3 separate regions of the Zea mays genome follow, and all the other regions are linked to region 1. A link is a contact called in public Hi-C data. All regions are on one chromosome and are shown on one strand. The core of a region is the stretch at or near the end of the contact, and the rest is flanking DNA. Distances in the headings are between cores, read along the strand shown.

Evidence for each region. A called contact is a pair of places that touch in the nucleus more often than the background predicts.
Region 2: a Hi-C map of ear shows a contact between it and region 1, with 1.8 times the contacts expected there. The contact joins the promoter of LOC100193638 here to the promoter of LOC103643703 in region 1. A contact is called at or near these places in 3 of 25 Hi-C or Micro-C datasets (ear, endosperm and tassel).
Region 3: a Hi-C map of tassel shows a contact between it and region 1, with 3 times the contacts expected there. The contact joins the enhancer-like site here to the promoter of LOC103643703 in region 1. A contact is called at or near these places in 2 of 25 Hi-C or Micro-C datasets (ear and tassel).

The regions. Positions count from the first base shown.
Region 1 is chr1:258,170,868-258,175,510 of Zm-B73-REFERENCE-NAM-5.0, reverse strand. It overlaps LOC103643703 (patatin-like protein 3), which reads right to left and starts at 2,074. Exons shown (of 1, transcript XM_020546829.3): 1 at 80-2,074. The coding sequence starts at 1,635. The coding sequence ends at 328.
Region 2 is chr1:258,506,769-258,511,411 of Zm-B73-REFERENCE-NAM-5.0, reverse strand. It overlaps LOC100193638 (MYB-type transcription factor), which reads right to left and starts at 2,215. Exons shown (of 3, transcript NM_001138737.1): 1 at 1,706-2,215; 2 at 1,415-1,541; 3 at 1-882. The coding sequence starts at 2,067. The coding sequence ends at 19.
Region 3 is chr1:257,914,501-257,919,143 of Zm-B73-REFERENCE-NAM-5.0, reverse strand. No RefSeq gene overlaps it. Among protein-coding and RNA genes, the nearest start is that of LOC100192557, 9.4 kb to the right of the region's middle. Within about 2 kb of position 2,638, at least 19 of the 20 cell types and tissues checked have an H3K27ac peak or open chromatin away from gene starts, as enhancers often do. A contact at or near this core is called in ear and tassel, where this site is marked.

The DNA.
Region 1 (4,643 bases), core at 825-3,324:
AATACATCCATCCACAATGTCAAACGAACCTGATTCAAGTGTCGATGCCCAATTCATTTAAATTACAAATGATAATATATATTTTAATTTTTTTCTTTTATTCCTAATTCATTTATTTTATTGTAGTTCATAAATAAGAAACACAATAGTAACAAAGACAGTTTATACATGGGATCTCTTATAGCAATAAAAGACATTATACAAATTTAAAACTACGTAGACAGTGTAAACAGACAACCCACTGTCTATTATGTTATCTATATGCGAACTTCTAAGCGCTTACAGACGGCAACTGTCTAAGCATTGTACATGCCCTAATTAACTCAACTATCGACGAGAATCCCACGACGCCGGCGACGGCATCGTCGATGCGGTCCTTGCCGTCGCGGTGCCTGACGACGTCGTGGTCGCCGACGACAGCCGCGGCGTGGCCACCTGCTTTATGGCTACGTTCGGAAGCGGGCTGTGCCGCCGCCGCTCCTGCTCCTTAACAAGCTCCGCGGCGAGCGCGTCCACCTTCTCCGCGTTGGTCCGCTCCGACAGCCTTCGCCCCCGGAACAGCACCGACTCCACGCTGCGCTGCGCAAGCATCGCTCCCGCTGCCGCGTGGAGCGGCGCCGGCGCCTTGCGGGCCTGGATGCGCACGTACTTGCATCCACACGCGTCTCCGAACGCCATGGCCACCGACTCGTCCACCATATCCGCGACGCCCTCGGCGGTGACGCGCGCCAGCTCCCGCGGCGACGGAGAACGCGCGGGCATGGGCGTGCTGGACCCGTCGCAGACGGTGGCCGAGGCACCGGCGCCGATGGAGAGCACGAGGAGGTCTTGGACGCCGGTGGCGAGGGGGAACTCCTGCTTGTTGTGGAGCACGTGCGTGATGGCCGCCGCGGCCGGGTTGCCCATGGCCGCCACTCCCCCGGACGCCGCGGCGATGGCCGTGGCGCCATCGACCGACCTCACGCTCGCGAGCGCGCCACCCGCGGCGCAGGTGGCGGCACACACGTCGCGGAGTCGGAAGTCGAAGCTGTCGCTCTCGACGGCGTCGGCGCGGGAGAAGACGAACGGCGCGGCCGTGGCGAGGTCGTGGCACGGCACGAGGAGCGGCGCCACGGTGTCCCTGAGCGTCGCGTCTCCGAACGCGCTGCGGAAGAACGACCGGTCCCCGCCGCGGGCGGCGCCGCGGAACAGCTTCGCCCACGGCCCGCGCCGGCGGCCTCCCCAGCCCTTCCCGCCGATGCTCCCGGCCACGAACGCGAGCGCCTCGTTGGCCGTGTACCGCGGCCGGCCGTCGGCGCCCCTCAGGAACAGCATCGCGGCGAGCACTCCGCCCGCGCCGGCGCCAGCCGCGAGGTCGAAGAAGTCGGCCACGCGCGCGTCCGGGTCGCCGGTGCGGTCGCGCAGCCCGGCCTCGAGCCGCGCGAGCGCGGCGGCGGCCAGGAGCGCGTCCTCGGCGCCCGCGCCGCAGCCGTCGATCGCCAGTACCCGCACGCGCCCGCCGTCCAGAAGCGCCCGGGGAGGCGTGCCGGGGCCGAGGAGGAACGTTCTCTCGAGCAGGGAGAAGATCTCGTAGCTGAGCTTGTCCACGCCCATGCCTTTCGTGGGCGGCGACGCCATTGCCGCGTACGCTTCCATCTCCCGCTCAGTATCACAGGCGCAAGCAAGGCAAGCAGCAGGACAAGGGCCGCTAGAGTAGACTAGGGTGGGAACACGTAGCTTGGCTGCCGGTGGAGCTCGAGAAAGCTCGTGATGTGTGAGAGTGAGACTGCGACTGCTGCTTTTTATAGGACGCGTCCTCCATCCTACCTCGAGGCCGGGAGCATGCTATCGCTCCCCCCGGACGCACGACGTGGCACGCTCGGGCTGCGCCGGACAGCTAGCTAGCGTACGGTACGGAATCTGGATCGGCGGGTGCGGGTGGGACAGACAGCAGACGAGAGACGACCCGACACGAAGGTCGCAGGAAGCGCCGAATGCTATGCTATGCTCCGCTGGAATGGATCACCTGGGCATGGGTGTGGGTGTGGCCGCGCGCGCGCACCCGACGACGAAGCTTCGATTATAGTTTGGGATGGAGGAAGTAGCTAGGCAGTTGCAGTTCTCTCTATGTAGATTGAATTCACCATGGATTCCTTCAATTGAGAAACGATTAATCATTCATTGCATTGCATCGTTTCGGGTTCATCTCTCTGCATGGCCCTCCTGCCGACACTGCATTGCAATGCCTGCTCTTCCTTTCCATGGGATTGATTTCATGGCGCACACGTGCGTGCTCTGTGTATACCGATGTGCCAGCTAGCAGCCTGTAATCGTGTCCATTCCACTCAAAGTGCCGGCAAAGTAGCTAGGTAGCCGGTTCTCTCAAGCCTCTAATTCTAATCCACGAAATAATTGAAGGAGATACAAAAAGGGGGGGCGTTGTAAAGAAGGTCAGCTGGTGACGTGCCTACCTAAAACAAGCTTTTCGAGCATATATCTATCTATCTGTTTGTTTAAGCTCGTAAAACTAGCTCATCATGTCAATGACAACATGTTTCATCTTGTCGCCTTGTCGGAGTTGCTTACTGCACGTTTGCGTACACATGTTTCGTGAGATAATGACATGAACGTGTGAAATAATATTTTTTAGCTGGTTAGAGCATCTCTAAAAGTCCCTTAAAATCCTCCTTAAACAGAAATTTAAGGAAAAAGTGAATAATGAAACCTCCAACGGATCCTTTGAACCTCTTCCATCTTTTTTTATATCCCTCAAATCTCCATCATCTGTATCTACAAACAGGGAATATTTTGGTTGCCCTAAAATAATCGTCGTCGGTCCCATCTATCACATCGACATTTTTCCCGGTCCACCCAACTCTTGTTCCACCCGCCTGCCTCCATCACTAGTTGTCTACCGCCAACTGCCCCCACAGTTCTCCGTCGTCGGCCGCTCCCATCAGCAGTTCTCCGTCGTTAGCCATTCTCATCACCACTTCTCCTCCACCCACCCATCACTAGTTCTCGCAGCACTATATTGCCTCAGCGAAGAGCATCCGAGGAACTGGGCTATCGTGCTACACGCACAAGGTAAGCACAACCATGTCTGTATTTGCTTCTATACTGTAGCCATCACATTTGGGATATGGATTTGCTTCTATATTGTAGCCATATTTGTCAAATTAATTTGTGACCATGTCCTTGATGGTTGCTGATTTGATGAATACGATAAACCAACAGGAAATAGGTTATACAACTTATTGGTTTGTGTTGGATGCAAGTGATATTTGAAACTCCTATTTACACTTGCTTTTGTGCGAACATAAGGTTGACTTCTCCCTTGTGGTTTGGATTGATGATGAGTGATTATCAACGGATAGCACTCTGGGGTAGTCAGTGGACTGACCAGAGTGTGAGATTATGTATGTGCAACCATGTCGGTCCGCTTGTGGTGTGTAGATGTGGAGCATAGATACGGTGGTCGGCGGCTAAGGTGAAGGTCATGCGGGCTCGTGCTGATGGACTGGGAGCGGTGAAGGACGAGCGTTGGGTCTTGGCTGACGGGCCGGAGCAAACGGGTAACCAACCGTGGTGGCTAACACTCGCACGAGGACGTGGTCGAGGACTGGTGGGACATGCGTCTGGTTGTGGAGGACGTGCACGCGGTGCGATACTCACGGTGGTTTGGTGTTTGAGCCTCAAAACCACCCTGCGCTACGGATGGTGGGTTTTGCTGGGTTTGGGCCTCAAAACTCGGCGGCGACGGTTCAAGAGAGAATCAGTGAGGGCACATGACATCACAGTGAAGGGTGCATCGAGGCGAAGCAACTTCGTGTAGAGTGTGTGGCCGTTAGATCAAAAACTTAGGAGATGGTCTATTTCGCACCCAATGGAGTGCATAGACTCTATGTAAATAGGGCTAGTTTAGGAAATAAAAATAACCCTCTATAAATAGAGGAAATGGCTGGTTAGTCTAGTATGACTTTGCTGTCATTTGTTTTGGCTTAGGGTTTTAGCACTCATATTTCCCATCTCTAGACGACTCTAGTTTTTAGCCAAGGATCCATAGTGATTTTGTACTTCGACTGTGTTTGTGATCTTCAAGTTTAATCTGAGGAAGGATCACCGGTACGGCCCATAGGTTTTGTCACTTCTCAATCTCAGTTTTGTATCCTAGCTGAAATTATGAAGTTTTGTGTTCTTGGTTTCTCCCTTCCCCTTCTCTTGTGGATTTGTGGAGAGCCTTCGAGTTCTTGTGACATCGGTGATGTTGGGGATTGACTTGTGTGGATATAGACTCTTTGGATCACAACATACGCCCTCATGGTGCTGTTCTTGGTCATGATCCGAGTTGATTCTCATTTGGGTTCGTTTTAAGAAAACCCCAACTAAACTCCATATCTCTCGGGTTTACTAATCTACGCTTTGATTTTTGGTTTGTTTGGGTTCATACTTCACCAGTAACCATCTTCTACCTCGCGCAGACTTTTTGTGAAGTTTGATAACTTCTTAGGCATTTTTCAGTGCCCGACATTGTCGCCTGTGTGTGTTGCACTGCCGGACACGAGATCGGCACTGTTGCTCGGACTTTCTTGCGTTCCTTGCTCTGATTTTTTACAGGAAGTGAGGTATGTTGTTTTGAAGGATTTTTGTTTAGTCAAACTACA
Region 2 (4,643 bases), core at 966-3,465, 340 kb before region 1:
AGCCTGCTAGCTGCTGTGTCAACGGAACCTGGCCAGGTCCAGGGTGACCTCGTCCTCCGACGGCGTCAGGAACTCCCTGGAGGCCATCTGGACGACGTCGACGTCGTCCGCCGGAACGGCGACGACGTTGCTCGGGCCGGCACCTGCCGCGTCGGCGCCACCGCCGTAGGCGGCGCTGCCATGGGCGGCGTACGGCGCCTGCTGCCACATGACGCTGTTGTCGATGAAGGGGTACGTGAGCAGCTGGTTGGCGGTGGCGTAGGAAGCCTGCTGGTGCTGGTAGTGATCGTGCTCCATCATCTGCGGCACAGGCGCCGCCATTCCCCCCATCGGAGCCATAAGCCGCATCGTCGCCGCCGGCGCGCCGCCGTAGTAGGCGTTGAGGTCCAGGTGCAGGAACGGCGCCACGATGTCGGAGCTCATGCCCCCCTGCAGCTCGGCCGGCGCGGGCGACGACGACGACGCGCCCAGGTACAGCCCCATGGCGGTCATCTGGTCAAAGCTGCCGGGCGGCGCGGCGGCGGACGCTGGGCTGCTGATCACCTCGCCGTACGAGTACGACCCGAGGTTGTAGGACGACGGGGGGGAGTCCTCGGCCGCCGGCGGGGTCTGGTCGGCGCCGGCGCCGTCGGCGAGGTCAGGGTACAGGCTGCGGATGTACTCCTCCAGGACGGACCACTGCCCGGCCGGCACCTGCTGCGCGTTGCTCTTCTTCTTCAGCCGGCGCTTGGCCTTGAGGCTCCGCTTGGTGGCGTTCCAGTGGTTCTTCACGGCGTTCTCGGAACGCCCGGGCAGGAACGTGGCGATGGTCGACCAGTGGTTGCCGCACCGCTTGTGCGCCTTGATCAGCGCCATGTCGTCTTCTTCAGTCCACACGCTCTTCTGTTAATTATTTTTGTTGCATTGCATGTCAGAGAAGAAAAGCAAGCAAACGGTGCGCAGCAGCAGCTCAAAAGATCCAAATAAAGCACACTAGGTTGGTTAATCGACGATCAGAATGCCCCATCGGTGGTCACAAACTTGGCATGTATATGCGCATACATATATAACCACAGATAAGCTAGAAAAAATGAATAATATTCTCCACGGCAATCAATCCGGCCGTGGCTAATTATATTGCCACAGTTAGTGGGCAGAGTAAAAACACATGCAACTCCCACTAATTCTTACCGAGTTAATGCCCCCACTTTCGAATCTAGACCAAAATTTAGCAGGATTTGTTTACGTAGGAATTAAAGGCAAAGAAAAATCCCCCCCCTCGCGAATCATGTGTGGGGAGAGCGAGGGGATATCGCTCCCCCAAGCCACAGCTACACTACACTGCACACAGATCGAATTCAAAGCTTCCATCCACGCATCAAGATCTGAGAGATCGAATGAGAAGATGGATCGATCGAAAAAAGAGAATACGCACCTTGAGGTCGGGGCGCAGGTGGTTGGTCCATCTCTCGCGGCACTGCTTGCCCACCCTGCCGGGGAGCGACTGCGCTATCACCGCCCACTTCCGGTCGCCGTGCTTCATCACCATCTCCCTGAGGACTCTGCAAAGCGAGCAACCACGGATCGAGCAAGCGCGCGGCCGGCCGCCGGCACACGTTCAGCAGCCACGACCAAACACTCTCCTTACTTGCACCGAATCGAAACAAAAGGGAACGAGAAAAAAAAAGGAGCAGAAGAATGAGAACTCAGGGGAGCAAGTACTCACACGTCCTCCGCCTCGGTCCAGGGGCCCTTGTGGTGCTGCGCCCTATGCCCGCCGATGCCACCGCCCGCGTGGGGCGGCAGCTGCTGCTGAGCCCCGCTCCAGGCGGCGCGCAGGGCGCTGGACATGATGCCGCCGTACCCGGCGGACGCCGCCGCCAGGGCTCCTCCGGGCAGCACCATGCCAGGCGGCGCCTGCATCCCGAGGCGGCCGACCAGGAGGGAGGCCATGCCGGCGGGCATCGTCATGCCCGTGCCCGGGATCACCTGCTGATGAGAAGAAGCAGCGCCGGCGTTACCTGCGTGCACGCCGCCAGCAGCCGTCACGTCCTGGTGGCCGAAACGCACCGAGCTCCCGGACTCCATTCCCGGCTCGCGTCTTGGTCGAGGTTACGGACAATGGCGAGCGAGGGGGAATTGCAGAGAGGCCCCCCAGCTAGAATTTCTCTGCTGGGGAGAGAAGAATGTGGACAGGAGGAAGAAGCAGCGGGGAAGGGAGAAGAAAGGGCCACTGGGCACCGGGCTTGCAAGTTAGGAGTGTGGGCCGATCCGGGGAGGAAGTTATATAGCGGGCCCGCGCGGCCACTGCCGTCCATCCTCGCCGCATCCAACGGTCAGCGTCCAGGGCTCTGGGTGACCTTCCAACTCTCCATCAATATTCGTGCGGTAGAGGACAAGGGGAGTTGAGGTGGCTCCTTGTCACCACTCCACATCACTGCGCCTACCATACGAGTGCAGCGTGGTAAGCGCAGGAGCGGGATGGGCCCCACTTGTCAGCACTGCTACAGATGTCTTGGACCGGCTGGTTTTTATTACTGTGGATGGATATATAGATGCAATATGGATATACTGTCGATCCAATAGCGCGTGGGAGCAGAAGCAGATTTTGTGCATCCTGTTCTTGGACACACAGTTTGCACCCCCAGAGTGAGGTACCAATACTACCATTGCAAGGGTTGTTGATCCAATGGCTTGGGGAGAAAAAAAACACTGCATGTGAAATGTAATCTTGATGCATTTGAGTCGTGTAAACAATCTCTTGCAAATGCAGGGAAAAGCTACATACCAAAGACCCAAATGGTTCCGACTCTTCCCCGGATCCCGCGCAAGTGGGAGCACATGCAACGGGCTCTATTTGGCGCGAAATTCAGTTTTTTCATGTCACGACAACACGTAGATTCGGCGAATTTAAAGGAAAAAGCGACCGTTAAGCCTACATATGGGGAAACGTCATCCATCGGTACGGATGAGAGGCGTGGAACGACAATTGATTTGCGGTTACTTGATAAAACCGCAACGTATTTGTAAAATATTCGTGCCCGCCTTATGTATAACACTATTATATAAGATAGAGCGGCTAGTCGCTCCTATTTATTTTAGCAAAAGTTGTATTTTGTCGGTTTGGCCCTAACGATTGCCATGTGGCCATATGTGGATGAAGAAAGGTATATATGGGAGCTATAGCTCATTAATGATATATCTATGGGGTAATATAAATGTGGATATTGTTTGCAAAATTTTGAATTACATGTCATAAAGTTCTGAATTAAGACTTAACCAGACTTATAGGGTATGGTGGTGCAAAGCAAAATATTGATATAATATAGTAAGTAAAGCCAAGGATTTTCTCTCTCAAAACTCATCATCTTTTCATCCATTAAAACTGTAGAAGTTCTCTTGTCGTTTTTAAATGGGAAAGGGCCACCTAGATATTACTCAAATGTTTCCTTTTGATGTTGTCATCATGGAATTTTAGATCAAGAGTTGGGGAACAACTAATTAATCAAATGCGTTTTTATGCAAACACCGTCGAGATTGACTTTATTCTTTTTCTGGACCACAATCTAAGTTTTTCCTTTGTTTTCAGTGACAATAACACTCATTGACATTTTGTTGCATTACAACCATTTCTTCTTTAGCAGTATCAAAGAAAGACATCAAAAGGATTGATTGGATAGCTAGAGGTGTGAATAGCCTTTTAAAAATTCTACAAGCCACAACACTAATAAACTTGTTAGACATAAAGATGGCCTAAGTAAACAATACTCAATTCTGATCTATCAAGAACACCCTACTCAAAAGCAAAACTAAGCAACTACAAAGCCAAACAAGTAAGATCCTGCACAACTCTAGTGACCGCAAATAACAAGCTAAGTCCTAGAGCACTAAAACTAGTTGAAAATAGCTACTACTCAACTAGTCGACCTACATAAGGCAAGCAACACTACTATAGGAAGTTTTATTCTAGTTAGACTTTCATCATTAGTTATGTCACAACCGGTAGTGATACGCATCACCCGCAGTTCATAGTTTGTGGGGTCCTAGAAAGGTGCCTTACGACAATGTTAAACACTTTCACCGCTGGCCCGATGTATGATCTGGTGTTATAGACAGTGTCAGTCTTTGCCACCATATCATACACTGAACCAGTGATGTAAATATTTAGAATTATCAGCTAGTAATCCAATGCACAATGAACATATAAACGGGTAGATAAGACATTTTCCCACTGGTTTGAAGATGGAAGGACACACCACCTGTTAGAGCTGGTGGTAGAGATCATTCTCACCATTTTTGCTTTATAATTTTGTGATACAAATCAGAATGGTTCAATCCATCGCATATTATTTATCTGATGCACACAATACATTAGAGTGGTGTCATAATTCTTGTCACCCTTTCATCTAGTGATGGATGCTTCTCATTTACTTGTCTCGGTGCATCACTATAAAGTAATGGCAATGCATATCTATTTGGAGTATGGTATAAATTTTGCTGATTAGACTCTGCAATTCAACCTTATTTGTATGAGGAACCATCATCATAACGGCATAGTTACTTTTGGTGTCCGATCTTGATCCCTCGCTCATGCACCATGAAACCAAGGAACTACCGCACGGTCACACTGAATGTGCACTTCTTGGGGTTTATCCTTAAACTAT
Region 3 (4,643 bases), core at 1,389-3,888, 260 kb after region 1:
ATGAGCGAGTGGTAGAAGGTGGTTGGCTGCCTGAGTGAACAGCCGCCGATAGCCCTCTGCGTCTGGAGTCCGGGGGAGGTCATCGGCTATCCGAGCCAACACTCCACCAACTTCACTCGGGGTGTTTATGGCTTGGGCGAAGTCGGGGTTCAGGTTGCGTCCAAAAAGTGGATTCTCTCGACGTTGCCTTGTTTCCTGCTCAGCCTGCTCTTGAGCCTGTCGACGGTCACGTCGTCGAGAGTTCCTTCTTTCTCTGAGGATTCGTTCTTCTGGAGTTTCTCCCACCTCTGAGACCTCGTCTCGTGATACAGGCTACGCTGGATCCCGTTCTTCGGCTTCGTGATGTCGCCGAATATTTCGGCGTCGGTTCCTCTGCCGACGAGATTCCCGCTGAAGAGGTTCTTCTCCTGGTGCAGTCGGTTCATCGTCGGAGATAGGATTCGATTCTACTCTTCCCCCGATGAAGAGGATGTCGGGGTAGAATGGAACAGTTATCGCGACGATCCTCTTTCTGCTCTCCTTTGAGGACGGAGGCACAGAAAGAGCAGCTTGATGATCCTTTGCCTTATTCGCTTCCTTTTTCCTTGTGATTCGTGTCCATTTTTCCGTCGGAGAGGTGGACATCGGAGTTCTCCGGGTAGACGGACCCTCGGCTCCTAGCTTGCTGAAGGTGGTCTTTTCTCAGAGCGCTGGAGGTTGCGCTTTTTCCTGCTTCGCTCCGATTCTCTCGGAGATCTTTGAAGAAGACTTTCTCTCCGGTGGATCCGCGATGTGATGCAGAGTTCCCTCTTCATCTGCTACGGATGAAATAGTTCCGAAGCAGAACACGGACCCGGGGCGGAGGATGATCTTGTGCTGGAAGGTGACGACCATTGAGCTAGCTTGGATCAGTGACACACCACCTACCTGGCGCGCCAGCTGTCGGTGTTTTGGGTCCGACCACGCACCCGGGGTTGCCCCTCGAGGTGCTTTTTGGAGTAGGACGGTGTTACTGACTGTAGCTCGATAGTTCGTGCTAATGCACGAGAGGCGGTGGACAGTTTTGTACAGGTTCGGGTTGCTTCGAGATGCGTAACACCCTACGTCCTGGCGTGAGTATTTTATGTGGTAGGTTACAAGAAAACTCTCTAGTGTCGAAAACGTAGAGAATCGGGTAGATGGCTAAGTGGTGAGATGCTTTTGAAGGGATGCCCCCTAGGCCTTATATACTCGACCGTGGGGCGTTACATGCGGATATGATAACAACGTGTGCCTAAGTAATAGTGAACTGACCGAGTCTATCTTCCTATAATCCAGCCGACCTATCCCCGCTCTGTTCTGATGTATGAGGTCCTTGCGCGGGAAGGTCGGGTCTCTGTTGCGGTCGCAATAGAAACTCGTCGGGCCGTCTGGGTTTGTGTTGATCTGCTACATTAGACGTTCCTCCCTAGGCCCACGAAGGAACGACCTTGCGAATTATTAGGCCCACGAGCCTTTTGCGAGGTCTTTTACTCTTCCGGTGGACCCGGGGGATATCCGTCCCCCACAAACCCGGACACATTGCCATGAATTGTCCAAGCAAGAAGAACAAGTGCAAGGATGGAGATGATAAAAAGAATAAGTTCTATCACAAGAAGAAGGATGACACCGCCTATATAGTTGAACGGGATTCGGATGCGAGCTCGGATGACGATGATGATGATTCTTCATCCAAACTAAATGTCGGAATCGCTATCAAGGAGGCTCCCTCACTTTTCTCATCTCTTCATTGTCTCATGGCAAAAGGTGATGCTAAGGTAAAAATTATAACCGATTTAAATGATATAGATGATGATAATGATGATATTAATGATCTTTATGATAATTTTCTCAAAATTTAAGTGAACAACTAGAAAATATTCACATAGAAACAAAAGACAAAACGTAATAAGGGCACCACATGTCAGCACATACTTTAGAGTTTAAATGATTAATCATCAACTTGCATGGAAGCAACAAAACTAAGGTGTTGTTTGGTTCAAGAAATGTAACGCAAATGGTAATGGTAATGGTTTACGCTCGATTACTGGCGGTAACAAATTTGAATAGGCTGGTATCAAATTTTAGTGTGGTATCTAATTACGGTTATACTAAAACAAACATGATTTAACGTTATCAGTTACCCATTACGTTACAAATATGTGAACCAAACGGCACCTAATTTACTATAGGCATGTCTCAATTAGTGCGATATGCACAGCAACCGAAAGCCGCAGCAGTAGCACTGATGAATCAGAACACTTTAACACCTCAGCGCTCGACGGGATTGGGGCCTTGGGGGTGGAACCATGGAAGGAGGAAGGGGAGTGGGCGAGCTCGCATGAGGTGCTGGGTCTGCCTGATGGAGGCGACGTCATCGGAGTCAACGCTTGACCTGAACCTGAACCGTGGCTGTCGAGGGGGCGGGCTACGGTAGCGGCTTCTCCATGGCTTCACGCCTTCACCGAATGATATATGGGCCAAGGTGTCAAATCTGGAAAATGCGAATCTGTGGCGTCGAAATTTCTCCTCCGGATCCGAATCCGAGTCGAAGCGCTGCGGCCTGCTAGCGATTTGACCTTTCCAGGTGGTGATTGGGTAGCCGGAGCGTCAGTTGGACCCTCGGGGTGCCGCATTTATTTTTGGGGCCGAAACGGATTGGTGTTCCTGAATAGGGGCCCATCAGACAACCAGCCGCTAGACCTGTAAAGTGATCCATCGTAAACATTGATCGGACAGGGAAATAAATAGGCTCTTATTTTTTTTTTTGTGAATTACATTACAACAAAGGCGCTCAATACATGTACGCACGTGTATCATCGCCATAGGTGTTGCTCAATACAGTAGCTATTGAGTGACATATTTATGATTGACCCTATTGTTAAAACCGGTGAAGCATAACATCATGAAGCAAAAGTACATTAGCGTATCAACGCCACGGCTCCACGGTTAACTCAAGCCAAGAGGATCAGAAATTTTGTCATGTCGAAGATTTGATAAGGCCAAAAAAAAATTAATTACCGTGAATTGAACAGGTTAAATATGCGAGGTTCACAAAATTTGGTAGGAAAACAGATAGCAGCTAAAAATCATGGCTTGCCAACATTTCGGGTTCATAATTTGGAAGCCTGTATTTAGGAATGGTATATCATCTAACTCTAGTTATTTTTTACTTTCTCTTTTTATATGTATATGGTAATTATATTTTTTTTATAAAAGCATAAATATAGCTTCTCATTAACATTGATTTTTGATCCAAACTTTAGCAGCAGCTGAGTGAGTGGCAGCGAGGTCGCCACTCGCCACGCACAGCCGGCCCCACAGGGACATACATATCAAGCGTTTGGTTCGCAGCGGCGGATTTTTACGGCCTCACGGGCGTGGCCGCGCGCTGGTCACATCACATCATAGGTCAAACTGCGAAAAAGTGCAAAAAGCATATTGATGGCACAGCAGCAGCAGACAGCACCGGCACCGCAGCACGCACCCTTGCGGCAGCGGCACAGCAGCGCTGCACGTACGTACAGTACTACGGCAACTCGTCCAGTCGTGCTAGGCATGCATGGCACTGCTCGCTGCAGCAAGGAGCATGTACCACTAGCGTAGAGTAGTAGTACGTACGTGTGCAGTAGAGGGCATGCAGACATTGCAGAGGCACGCCGCGAATGTGCCGTCATGGTCAGACCGTCCCAGCATCTACTTTGACAGTACGTGCTGCGGGCTATCTTATCCTATCCCGCCGCGCCCTGCATCTTGTAGCCTTGTAGGACTATATCGGAACGCCCAGTGCATGCATGCACTGGACAGTCACAGTACGAGAAAAACGGGAACACACAATCTTAGTTATAATAAGGTACAGACGTCGTGCAGTGACAGGCTCCCTCGTCAGCGGCGTCCCGCGTGCACGTCGAATCCGCCGCGTGATGCCGCCTATCATCGCCGCCCGCGCCGCAGACTCCCAAATGGTGAAAGAAGCGAGCGGCGCGCGTTGTTGCGCCGCTGGCCCGGGCCACCAGGTTGCCCAGCTCCGCCGCGTGCCCCGCGCGCTGCCAAGAGCCGGCGCCGCTCCCGGATTTATTCCCGACCGGCGGATCGACCGGCGGATCCTAGCACCGGTCCTGGTCTCTGCGGCACCGCGTGCAACCTCGTGATGCATGCCCAGAGGGCCAGAGCCCGGTTGCCCGCTGGCGTGCCCACCCAACTACCCAAGGGGAACATGGCAAGTAAAGATGAGAGAGAGAGGGAGCAGGGACAATGGAGGTGCAAGTTTAATAAACTTCACTCGTGTCACATCATATATTTGAACGCTATTTTTTTAAAAAAAACAAGAGACAAATTCTTAGCAAAGAGTCCATATTTATACCACACTATACCTACTATGTTTTGACTATTTATTATCTAAAGAATTATTGCTGTATCATGTAATTTATCAAGTATATCTTGTTCTTTGAAAATTGATCCAAACACTAGTTATAGATGCCCTTACATATTAAAGTATATAATAACTAACTAATGTTTGCTTTAATTGAGATCTAAGAGCCGCCACACCGCGCCTGACTTGCGGTGGTTGAAATGTGGCAGGCTGTGGCTGCTTAGAGCATGTACCAAACATGTCTTAAATATTTAACACAGGATAGAGACACCAC